Linked DNA regions of Anser cygnoides: region 1 is linked to region 2. Evidence: chromatin contacts called from public Hi-C data. All regions are on one chromosome and are shown on one strand. Each heading gives the region's core, a stretch centred on a gene start, on an enhancer-like site or on the middle of the called end of the contact. The rest is flanking DNA. Distances are from core to core; before and after follow the strand shown.

What was found. A called contact is a pair of places that touch in the nucleus more often than the background predicts.
Region 1: a Hi-C map of liver shows a contact between it and region 2, with 1.8 times the contacts expected there. The contact joins the enhancer-like site here to the promoter of YIPF4 in region 2. A contact is called at or near these places in 2 of 7 Hi-C or Micro-C datasets (both in liver).

What each region holds. Positions count from the first base shown.
Region 1 is chr3:35,680,614-35,686,622 of Taihu_goose_T2T_genome, forward strand. EIF2AK2 (eukaryotic translation initiation factor 2 alpha kinase 2) reads left to right here. Exons shown (of 16, transcript XM_013170695.3): 13 at 1,082-1,207; 14 at 1,788-1,886; 15 at 3,398-3,460; 16 at 3,544-5,097. The coding sequence ends at 3,663. All of the region lies in intron 8 of GPATCH11 (G-patch domain containing 11), which reads right to left. Among named protein-coding and RNA genes, the nearest start is that of GPATCH11, 7.9 kb to the right of the region's middle. Within about 2 kb of position 3,063, at least 2 of the 3 cell types and tissues checked have open chromatin away from gene starts, as enhancers often do. A contact at or near this core is called in liver, where this site is marked.
Region 2 is chr3:35,327,922-35,334,863 of Taihu_goose_T2T_genome, forward strand. YIPF4 (Yip1 domain family member 4) reads right to left here and starts at 4,672. Exons shown (of 6, transcript XM_048047728.2): 1 at 4,463-4,672; 2 at 1,032-1,185. The coding sequence starts at 4,544. It overlaps LOC106029540 (a long non-coding RNA gene), which reads left to right and starts at 4,718. Exons shown (of 3, transcript XR_001203267.3): 1 at 4,718-4,896.

The DNA of each region.
Region 1 (6,009 bases), core at 1,813-4,312, 350 kb after region 2:
TAATTCTTACCTCTTCCCATGCTTCAGGCTTTGTATTTTCTTGCTCCTCAGTCCCACTTTCTATTCTCAGCTCAATCTCCTACTTTTCCGTGTTCCTATGAATCTGCTGCCCCAGTCTCTCATCCGTGGAAACTAGCTGTAATCTTCTTCCAAGTCCTACTGCTAACTTGTCTGCCTGCATTTTAATTTAGGAACTTCTTTATCCCCACTTTGATCTGTGTTAGGCGCTTGGCCACTTGAGATCTCCGTGTCACAGAACCACAGCTGCAGGACAGGTTCAAGCTCTCTTCATCCTGAGATGAATGTCTGTTTGTACTTGGCATGAGTGGAGTCTTCAAATAGGGCACTACTGTTATTAAATGTGTGTGGACTTGGTTGTTCTCGAACAGAAGAACTGTGCTGGGCTTTCTTGACACAAAGATCGCTTCCCGTGAAACCTTAAGTCTCTCCTGGCCTTATAGTCCACTGGATCTTCTTTGAGTTAGACACGATGAGGCTGTTTGTTTTTAACAGCATTCAGAAATGTATTCTTTGGAACGATAGACGGCTTGGAAAGCTTCATCCAAACATACACAATTTTATTTTAGTTGCTGATGACTTTGTCAAATTTAAAAATGCTAAGTTCAATGAAAACTGTGAGATGCCTGTAGCGAGCCCCAGCTCTGCAGTCAACTTCGTTACAGATACTCCTACTGTGACTAGAAGAAACTATACTTTGAGTGGAATTCCATGTAAGCCTAAATGCTTTGCACAAGTTCATCAAATTCCAAGACTAGGATTGAAGACTAAAAAGCATTTTTGGATATTAAATGTTATATACACAGTGTATTTGAAGAATATTAAAGCATGATATAGTCGTAATGACTAGTTAAAATGAGGTTAGTTATTGAGGTGTGTGCTATTTCAAAGTGAAGTTAATTGAACTTTCTTCTGTTTCCCACCCCCAATCTGTTTCTTAATAATTTCTGTGAACAATTACCAAATTTTAAGGGGAGCACTTCTGTGGCTGATTATACTTGATGATAAACCTTGGTCATACAGTAATTTACTAATTTATTTTTTTTTATATATATGTATATAGCCTCAGAATATATTCATATCGCGTGACGATAAAATAAAAATAGGTGACTTTGGTCTTGTGACTTCTGTGGCATATGAAACTCTTACTGAGAACCGAGGAACAAAATCATACATGGCACCAGAGCAGGTAATTGTCTTGCTATGTTACTGTCTCTGTTTGCATTTGCATTATTTGCATGCATTTCACAGTATAAACTCAGTATTGGTTGTGTTTGACCCTAATCGCGGTATTAAACCAAGTTGCTTAATGTTCCCTGATATGACTGTATATGAGGATAACCTTATTCTGAAGAAAGCAGTTTGTAAGTGTGGTGGTTTTATTTAATTGTCCTAACCTACAAGGTCTGACACTGGTGTAAGAAATGCTCTTCTGTAACTGTTTGCCAGCCATGTATTTGAGTTTGAATTTAGGACCTCTGTTAACTGTGGCATTTGAGTCCCTCTGTTTCATTACTTGTAACAAAGAGACATTGGCATGCCTTATCTATATAGTTTTGTAGAAGTCGTAATTTCAGTGTTTTTAATGTGACATCACAGCCACTATTTAACAAGATCATAGCAGAAAGGGTTAAAAATTAATATGAAGATCCAGTAATGCCTGTCCTGGAGTTTTCAGGTGACAATTTCTACTGATTTCAAATTTTGCCTTAAGAAGTCATGTCCAGTTGTATTTGACACCTACATTGTTTTTGTTGTGATTTTTGTAGTTCTTTGACAAATATGGAAAGGAAGTAGATATTTATGCACTGGGATTAATTTGGTTTGAAATTCTTTCGGCATTGGCCAGTCGTCATGAGAAAAATATGGTATGTAATCTTTAAATAAAAATTAAAACACCCTCTCATATTATATCATGTATCATTATTTTGCCTTACTGCAGGCATCTTAGGCTGATTCCATGCCAGAAGGAATCTGTACATCTAGAGTACTGTCTGTATTCATATTTTCCCCTTGGTTCATGTCTGTAAAGCTCATAAGTCCTTCACGCTTCAGTTAAAATGTAGAAACTGAAGAAACATCACTGGGTTTATTTTACTGATGTTCTACTGATATACAGATTAAAGCCTTACTAAGCTTAGATATGTACATGCCTCTATAGGGAAAATAATCAAAAATCTAAAAAATATCTACCAAAAAGATATCTGATCTTTTTATTTGATCGATCAGAGTATTGGAAAGGAATATTTTTCTAATTTTAGAAAATAAGAATTGGGAGAGTTTAGTGTCTGCCATGCTCTTCTTCACTACAGCATGGAACAAGAATAAAGTTTCCAAAAAGTTGAAACCTTTGTAGTTTTTCAAAATGAAAATGAAAGTGATTTGGAATATATAGCTTTATTTTAATTGAAAAAATGTTACTTCAAAAAGATACCAGTGTTACTTAAACTTTGCTTTAAAAGGTACCTTTTAATGTGTCTTTTGTCTTTTTCTTTGCACAGCAGTAGTATAACAGCTTTTATGCTCAAACCTATATAGTCGTAGGACAGGGATGTAGATGATGAGTATTGTTTCTGAAGTCATTATTTTGTAAGATCTATGTATATGGTTGGACCCAGAATCTCTAGAACACTGTTAGCTTGGCTCTTTGCCAGTATGAGCAAACCATATCAAAGTGTGTTTGACCCACAGATTTGACTTGGCTCCAATTATCTACCTTGTAGCATTTCTAAAGACTAAAGGACTTTCCCCCACTCACAGCCAACTGTGCAAACAGACCCGCAGTCCCACGGTGTTCAAAGTTTAAAAGGCAAAACCAATTGAAAATCATCATGGGGAAAAAAACAGTTGTTACTCAAAAGCAGTTTCTGAAAGCATATATTTAGAAATCCTCACTGTTAGTTGCTTTGAACTCCACCTAGCATTTTCTGCAGTGACATAGAAATAATTTTGTAGCACTGAACAAGGTAAAAGGGAAGCACACCTGCTTGGCTCAGAAATAACATCCACATGTTGTCAGAACAAGAAATTAAGCCTTTTCACACTGTGTGTTGTTTGCTTTTTTAATTATTATTATTTGAGGACAGAAGGATAATGGTTATTAAGTAGAGAGGTTTGCCGAAACAACCACATCATTGTATTTTGTGAAGCTTTTAAGCTTAAAAAAGGGACAACAGTTTACAAAAAAGACCATAAAAACAAAACAAAGTTCAACTAAATGAGAATTTTTCAAACTTCTATAGTTTCTTTTTGCAGCCTTACCTTTTTTGTAGATTTTTATTCTCCTAATTACTTCTGTAAATTATATGGGTTGTGAAATGAGATGCAAAATATAATGAATAAAAGCATACTGAAACTGTTTATCTCATATGAATTTCAGGTATGGCGTGATGTAAAAGAAAGTAAATTTCCAGAGGACTTCACTGAGCGATTTAAAACACAGGTATAGTATTAGAATACATTATTTCAGTTAGTTTCTTTATCTACTCATTAAAAAAATAACTCAATTTTAATTTATTTTTGCAGGTACCCATAATCAGAAGGATGCTTTCAAAGGACGCCTCAAAAAGGCCCCGTGCATCTGAAATACTTGAGCTTTTGAAGAGTGTTGATAAAGACAACTCCCATAAAGCTCATACGCAGTAAACGCCATTTTAAAAGTCTTCCAGATGATGCTTAAATCCAGTTTGATTCAAACTTATGAAATTCCATAAATATATCAGAAGCAAGAGTAAGACTTAGGACATGTCTTTTCCATGGTGTTTAGCCTTCCTGCCACTGAGGAGCTTGCTGGCCAAAATGGTCGCATCACCGTTCACTCCCACTGGCTGCAGATCAGAACAGCAAACATCTGCAAACAATTGCTTGCAATTTTTACGTGGAAACACAGGTTAGGTATGAGCTGAACTATATTATACAATAAGCACAGGAACCTAGTCCTTGTCTCCCATAAGACTGTGTTGATGTGATAACTGGCCTGTGGCAACTCCCTACGTGTGTGCTCTTAACACATGCTCAATTCGTTATCAGTTGAAGTGGATGAAGCGCTGTCTTGTGGCACATGAATCAAACCTTTCTGTTTTTTCATAGTGATCTTTATATTAATTACTAGACTCCTCCTGTGCCCTTTAGACCAGAGGAGGTAATGTGCTGAATTGGAAAGATCGATTTTGGTAGGAAGAATACTAGAAAGCAGCAGGGTTTATTCCTTACTGAATTTCAGGTCTTTAAAATGAATTTTCTTCTCACTATATCCACAGATACACCTAGCACCTTTAGTGTGCTAAAATTTAAATACTCTTTTAAAGTGGGTTTTCCTTGAGAATGTAAACGTTTTAAGTGTTAAGCATCTAGCTTCTAGGAAATCTAGCTGAAAGAGATTTATCCTAAACTTTTGAAACCCTCAGCATTTTTTTTGTTTTCTGAAGCAAAGTTGGGGTACTCTTAAGTCTCCAGAGTTTTCTCAGTAGTAACCATTTTAAATACTTTGTCAAAAGCACTTTAAACATCCTCTCACCCACACTGCTGGGTTTTAATCGCTTATTGTAGTACTGAGGCATGTGTAACTGGTAACAGGTGTCTTGAACACCTCTGGTGGACTTACCATCAGCTCTGCAAAAGGTAACAGCAGATTGCCTGTTACTGTTTGGTTACATACTTCAAAGATTACAGCTGTGATAGAATAGGAAGAATTGTGCAGGGGAGAAAAGATGGGCAAATTAGTCCTTCCGATTCTCATCTTTGATTTGTTTGAAAAGATACAGCTCACTCCTGTGGAACTCCATAAAGGCATATGCACAGAGATTCTAAGCAGGAAAATAAGTATGACGTGATGATGTGTAGTAAAGATAAAGTATAATAGGATTTTTCTAAAATGTTAAACAGGTTAAAGGTGGGTGTTTTGTTAAAAAGAATAATATAAAAGAATACATAGTCATTTTTATACTCTTATGGAAATCTATTGCTGATCCCCTGTAAGTGGTGCTAAATAACGGTCTGATTTTATGTCCAAGAACTGATTTTTTTTTTCCCTTATAATGAATGTTATTGTTCATAAATAAAGCATTCAATTGTTTTGGACTAATGCATATTTTTTTGCAGTACTCAAGGTCTAGGAGAAATTATATCCTAACAGACAAGAATACCACTAGTTCCACTTCCCTTTCACCCATAAACTTACCCTTACAATATGAAAATTAACATGTGACAAGTTTCAGCTGAAACCTTTGCAGTTCTTGCACGGAGCACTTGTACCACCACTACTCACCATTACTGTGCGCTGACCTTATTGCAACTTTTCGGTACTTACAGGGGGCTTATAAAAAAGCTGGAGAGCAACTTTTTTTCCTCAATCAGATAAAAAAGGAAAAAGGGGAATGGTTTTAAACTAAAAGGGGGGAGATTTAGATTAGAGGTTTAGGAGGAAATTGTTCACTCAGAGGGTGGTGAGGCACTGGCACAGGCTGCCCAGAGAGGTTGTGGATGCCCCATCCCTGGAGGTGTTCAAGGCCAGGTTCAATGGGGCCCTGGGCAACCTGATCTAGTGGGTGGCATCCCTGCCCATGGCATGGGGGTTGGAACAAGACCTTTAAGGTGCCTTCCAACCTGAGCCCTTTGATGATTCCTTTCTTACTGTTAGGTATTATTTAGCTTGTCACAGCAATTTTTGATATATTTTTATTTTTTTGCAGTACTTGTATACTTTAATAGTAACTTTCTGTTAGAGGACGTTTACAGGAGCAGTTGTCATTCCCTAAGGATAAAAAGTCTACTAAGATTACTTATAAATATATCTTTAAAATGAATATGTCCCATGATCTGGTGAATATGCACCTTTTACATATATTAAATAATGCCACTGTAACATTTCAAAAGCTCCCCCCTCCGTGAGCTCTGAGATAGTAAGGAAAAAACACTCTGATGTGTAGTCATCCAATAAAGATGACCCCCCCACACACCTGTTTAGCATCCTGTATAATAGAGTAACAAGTC
Region 2 (6,942 bases), core at 3,422-5,921:
TTACAGCCCGCTTCTAGGAATTATAACAGCATAAAAACTGCTGCATAAATCAGATGAAGGTTCTCTGTTAGCCAGATTATATTCCTTCTGTTTGCTACAAAATTATCAATGCCCTGGTATGTTCTTCTCACTTCCAACAACAGGCAGCTAGAACACCTAGCTGCTTTTGAATCACAAACTTGTTTTTTGTGGTATACAACATGACACAACAGAGAGCATTCACATGTTGTCACCTCAGTACAGCAGTCTATTTCATAATTAAAAGTTACAGGTTTACAGAATAGACTCAGTCACGCAGGTGTTACTCCTGCACATTTTAAGTTCAAGTATTTTAAAAGCAGCAATTTCATTAAGCTCTCCAGGCATCTGTTCTCTCCTAGCACCCTCATTTGAACTCTTCAGAGTACTTTCCTTCCCCTCCGTTTTTAAAAGCATCATTTTCTTTTACACAGGAAAACATTGAGACACCAAGAATGAAACTGCTTAGGTGCAGAACACAGACTAAGAACCAGGCTGCCTGCCTCACAGAGCCATAACCTTAAGATACAAGCTGTCTTCCGACAATCATGTTTCTGTGAACAGAACAAGGGATGTAGACGTATGAAGTTTTAGGGACATTTCTGTCTTTCAACAATAATTCCTTTTAACACAGCTTTATAATATAAGATAGCATGAAAGAATATAAAGTTTATGCTGCTTTACTTCTTGCAGAATAGTCTTTTTTTTTAAACCATGACAAGATCAACAGATAAGAGCACAAAAGCCAAGAAAGTTCTGTACTTACACTGATTAATAAAATTTGGACTTCACTTCTCCCTTCCTCCCCTACAGTCAATAACAAGCCTTTCTTTTACAGTTGAAAAAACACCATAATGAAAAACATTTTTATTCCTGCACTGAAGAGACTCATTGCTGAAGTAATTCGTCAAACGGAATTCCAGAAGGCTGTGGGACTATTTGAGAACCTACGAGCTGTTTCTTTTACCTACACAGCTAAGAACGATAAATATCTAGAAATAATTATTACATACAGAAGCGGCTTGTTATCTTCTGGGTCATCATCTTCCACTTCCAGAAGCCAGCCGTACCCTCTCTGTCTCAGGAATGTAGTTGCAGTAGATTCTTTGATGAATTCTCCTCCAAGATTTAGCTTAACATCTGGAGTTGCTATGGACCCACTAAGATCTTAGAGAAAAAGGGAAAGAAAAGATAAATATCTTTATCTTGCTAAGAATCTGATTTCAAAAGCACTGGAAGATAAACAGATGTACGAAGCTAGATGTGCTGGTCATCACCATGAAATATTTAAAGTTATACATTAACGTAACTTGAAAGGGTACTTCTGGTTTTGTGAGGGGTAACAATGCTGGTTTAGATGACAAAATTCTAGCGTGGAGCACTTGTTTTGGTGACACAGCGTAACGGTATGGCAACACCTTTCAATCTGTGCTTTATCATTAAGCATTTAGAAGCATAAAAAGGAGTTAACTATGAAAGTCTCATCGTGCTGAGAGTTGTGGATTTACCATTTTTTCCTGACCACACTGTCTCAGAGCCCATTCCTGCACACTGGCATTGTTTCACTCAAATTCTCTCCTTACATCCAGCTTCTCACAGAAAGAGAATATTTCCAGGTATTTTGATTTGTTGCCTGCTTTTAGCACAGGTTAAAAAATTGTAGAAAAAAGAATACTATCAGAGATCCCCACGGTCCGTTCAATAAGGAGAGATACAAGAACGCTCTTTAATACGCTATGATCTTGCTCTATCACAGCACTACCCACCCCCCACTCCCCCCAATTTATACATGTTCTGTGTCAAAGTTTTATTTGCATTGTATTTGGTTATCTACAGATGAAGAACACAAAACAGTTAATGAAAACATATACTGAAGAAATATACTACTGAGGAAATAAAATAGGACGGAATGAAAAGAGTTTAAGTATTCCATTAAGAATTCATAACCTTCCTTTTTTTTTGGCTTAAAAACACAACACACAACAAACAAGCAAGCCAATTATTTGTACAAACCTTGTTACAAATAAACTGAGAAGCAAAGACTCCCTTCTCACCCAAAATGTTTTGCCTCACTGAAGAAAATCTTCTTTTGCCTTATCATTGTGTGTTTTTACACACAAACACACAAAATCCTATGTACAAATTTCCCCAAACACCTACCTACAGCAGTTACTTCTGAAATATTCCTGCAACATGCTCAGAGAACTCAGGCTGCATTTGTGGATTATGTTTGAGACATCATCTACCTAAATGCAGCATAACTTTATAAAATCTACATTCTAACAGTGACAGGATGTCCTACAGTGTTGAGCAAGCATGTCTGAAGCGTTTACTCCACACTCAGCACCACAATTAAATTAACAGAACTCTGTCCCAAATCAGCTTGCTAGGCCATGCCAGCTTAAATTTAAGCTTCCCCATTAGTGCTTCTCAGCCATTTCATAATCGTGACAGTTAATGGTCTGTTGCTTTGATTCCAGGAACACCATCTGCACGGGATCCTCATGAAGATCACAGTAATTTAAAGAAGGAATTTCTCTTCACTCCTTACACATCGGCACACACACATTGATCCCACCAGATGCAAACAAAGCCTTCTGCTGTTGCCTGGGAGAAGAAATGTATTCTTAATGCCTGAACGTCGAGGTAGGGAGAGCCTCACAAGTTTTCAATTATCAGTGGGACCCTTCTGTCATTCTAAAAAATACCTGTCTGTGCTACAGGGCAACTCTGCTTCGCAAGGAGGTGTTCTCGTGATTCTTTGTGCGCAGCTGTGGCTGCCAAAACACGCAGCCAGAACAGCCCAGTCAGCCTTCTCTTTCTGTCTTCTCAGTGATGACTGACAACCCATCGCAACACCGGAAAACTTCTACACAAGTCTTCTTTACCAAGGCTCCCATTAGCACTCAGTGATTAGTGAATACCTACAACCACCTTTTACATCGTGAAACCTATTAATGTGATCTTAAGTCTATGTTGCAAGATGACATCTCAGGTGGGACAAAGCAGTGCAAGAGGTTAAAAACAAACAAAAACCAGCCTGTTCTTTAACCCATACATGTCCACTTAATCTCTGCCACTCTTTCCCACAAACAGCTACCTCTTATGGAAATAATACAAAAAAAGTTTCATTCTTTGTATAGGTCAAGACCTGGGAAATAACAAGAAACTAAAATGCAATGTAGGGTATTTTTATTTCGAAATATCAAGCTGTTTAGTTTTCCTTACGTCTGTTCGTTAGGATAGGCCTATGTGGCACTTTCCAGAGAGGACTACACCGAACAGGCATGAGATTACACCTTACTTGTGCTCAAAAAAAGTACAAAGCTGAGTCCAATGCAACACGTCATACTGGGCAGGTGTTTTTAACACACTGGCTCTGACAGACTACTAACATGGGGCTCAGCAAATGCTTCTGGGGGAAAACCAAGGGGTCTCCCAAAATCCAGATCCTGGATCCCTTTTCAGGTCAAGGCAAAAAAGGGAAAAAAAGAAATCAAAGAAAAGCAACGTGGGTTGTACCTACTGATTAGTACACCTTGTCAGAGCAATTGCTAAGTTCACCAAAGCTCAGAGTTCAGCATTCTGTGGTAGTTTTTCTCTTCAATTCTTGTTTTCTAGTATAGGGCACCAGAGCCAGGATTTGCACAACTCCTAACCTCTCCTACAATTGTAACTAAACATACAAAGTCGACAGCTTGTTGTTTAAGCGGCCAGAGCCCAAAGGGTCACCCTCTGCCAAAAGAAGGCGGCACAGCACTGCCTGTTGCGCGTTTGTTTTTGCGGTGCTGAGACAGAAAGTCGCCACGGCATGCCAGCACGGCGCTGCTCGGTGGGAAAGGGCAGGCCGCGGGGCACACTTCACCCCCTGAAATACACACGGGGGAAGGGAAGGGGGAAGGGAAGGGAAGGGAAGGGAAGGGAAGGGAAGGGAAGGGAAGGGAAGGGAAGGGAAGGGAAGGGAAGGGAAGGGAAGGGAAGGGAAGGGAAGGGAAGGGAAGGGAAGGGAAGGGAAGGGAAGGGAAGGGAAGGGAAGGGAAGGGAAGGGAAGGGAAGGGAAGGGAAGGGAAGGGAAGGGAAGGGAAGGGAAGGGAAGGGAAGGGGGAAGGGAAGGGAAGGGAAGGGAAGGGAAGGGAAGGGAAGGGAAGGGAAGGGAAGGGAAGGGGGAAGGGAAGGGAAGGGAAGGGAAGGGAAGGGAAGGGAAGGGAAGGGAAGGGAAGGGAAGGGAAGGGAAGGGAAGGGAAGGGAAGGGAAGGGAAGGGAAGGGAAGGGAAGGGAAGGGAAGGGAAGGGAAGGGAAGGGAAGGGAAGGGAAGGGAAGGGAAGGGAAGGGAAGGGAAGGGAAGGGAAGGGAAGGGAAGGGAAGGGAAGGGAAGGGAAGGGAAGGGAAGGGAAGGGAAGGGAAGGGAAGGGAAGGGAAGGGAAGGGAAGGGCCCCGCGCTCACCTTCGGCATCGGCGGAGGAGACGAACGTGAAGTCCCCGTTGCTGGGCGCGTAGAGCGGCGGCTGTGGCCCCGGGGGCTGCATCTCCCCGCCCTCCGCGGGGGCTGCGGGCCGGTGCGGGCGGCGGGGCCTGGCCTGGGGCCTGCCCGGGGGCTGCCGCGGCGCTGAGCGGCGCCCGACGGCCACGGCGCAGCCGCCTCACGGGCCGACACCCAGCAGCCCCGCGCCGCGATTGGCCGCCAGCGGGCCCCCTCCGCCCGACCCCGCTATAAAGCTTCCGCCGATTGGGCGAGCCGGAGGGCGGGCGGGGCAGGAGGCCCCTCTCACCGCACCGCCCCCCAGGGTTGCGTCAGCAGGCGGCCAGCGGGCAACCGGCGGCGGGCGGGGCCCGGCCTGCAGGGGGCGGTGGGAGCCCTGCGGCCCCTCCGCTACTGAAGTACGGCTTTAGTTGGGAGTTCAAGTGTCGAAAAATGTCCTGGCAAATCATAAACACTTCAAGAGTAACGCTGGAGGTTTCCTCCAGACGTAAATCTGGAGGTTTTTTAACTCTGGATTTTTTTTTTTTTGAAGAAAGCCGTCATCCCGAATGCTTGCTTCCCACCTCCAAGAGCTCCAAGATCATCTGGTCCAACCATCCCCCTACCACAATGTCACCCACTAAACCATGTCCCCAAGCTCCACGTCCAACCTTTCCTTGAACACCCCCAGGGACGGTGACTCCACCACCTCTCTGGGCAACCCGTCCCAATGCCCGACTGCTCTTTCTGAGAAGAAATGTCTCCTCATTTACAACCTGAACCTCCTCTGGCACAACTTGAGGCCACTCCCTCTAGTCCTATCACTAGTTACCTGTGAGAAGACGCCCATTTCTTCAGCTTTGCTCCCTCTCACTATCCACATGCAGCTGCCATGGTGTTCATTTTCCACCATCCCACGCCCGCATGCATCAGTGGTGTCTTTGGACAGCCATCGACCACAACAGGGCTCCCCAGGGGTCCATCAGTCTGATAGTTCCTTTGCCAGGCCTTGTTAGCAGTAGCTGCGATAACTTGCAGAGCATCACCAAATCCTCCATTCATAGTCTGTTTCATGAGAGTGCTGTAATGCACTGTTTTTGAATGTAGTACTAAAGAAGTTTTAAAATAGTTAGATTGAGATGCTGTTGCTAGTCCCTGTTATAATAAGGGAACAGGCATGATGGCTCTCTATGTGGTCTATACTTTGAAGAATCAGGAACAAAGATCTCACTTTTTAAGGCTTAAGATTTTACAGGAACTGTTCAGCTGGAAGGGACCTACAGAGATCATCTAGTCCAACTGCCTGACCACTTCAGGGCTAGCCAAAAGTTTAACTATGTCATTGAGGGCATTGTCCAAATGCCTCTTAAATACTGATAGGCATGGGGCATCAACCACCTTGCTAGGAAGCCTGTTCCAGTGTTTGACCACCCTCATTGTAAAGAAATTTTGTAAATATTGATATATTTGGAACCGAAAAAGTTAAAAGAAGATAACTGCTCTAGAGAAGTGGTTTGATTTGCAAAAGGAACATACTTTCCCATACATATCCCATTACAGAAAATCACTGTGAGTTCCATCTCAAGTAATTTTGAACAAGTAAAAGCTTATCTGGTTTTTACAGAAAGAGCATGACCGGAAACTTCTTTTTTTTTTCCCATATCCAAAGATAATTGAAGTTTGGGTTTATATGAAATATAATTTGTGTTCGGGTTCTCTTTGGACATATTACAATGATTATCAGTTTCCTTGCAGCAATAGGAAAAAAAAAAATCACATATAAAATGTATGGAACCTATTTTTAATTGAAAACCTTTAACTGAAACCTTAATAATACAAAATGGCCCTACAGCTTTTTGTGCATTTTGATTCCCCTTTTAAATAGTTGAGCGATCAAGACATCTGGCAAGAGTAACTCATTGTCTTGATTATGTGGAACTTGTTTGTTACAAGACCTTTGTAATAGGCTTCCTTTCAATTTCTGATGTGTCTCCCTCTTTATAGCTACACTTATATTTACCTACACAATTGTGCTTGTGCTGTTCCCTGCTGTTGCTGGGATATCTCTGATGCTTCTGGAAACTGTGCCCTTCACAGCATGCCAGACACATCTGTCAGTGGACAAATTTAGGCTCCTTTGTTTTTATGTTATCGACTAACATAAAGCCACGACAACAAAGAGTACCATGTCAAAGAGGGGTTTGTGCTTAAGGCAAAACTTTAATTTGCTTCATTGTAACTCTTACTTGTTGTTGATGTGTCTCAAAACCTTTAAGGGGTTTTGTACCTGTCTCCTAATAAGAGCAGTAATGTTGCACTACTAGAACAAGACTTAAGGGGTGTGTGGGACAAAAGTAACGTACCTCTTGCTAAACATAAGGAGTAGCTATCAGGGCACTGCAAGGGATGGCAGAGGGGGAGAAAAAGATGAAGTCTCAAACTAGATCAGTGTTGAAGACACTTGG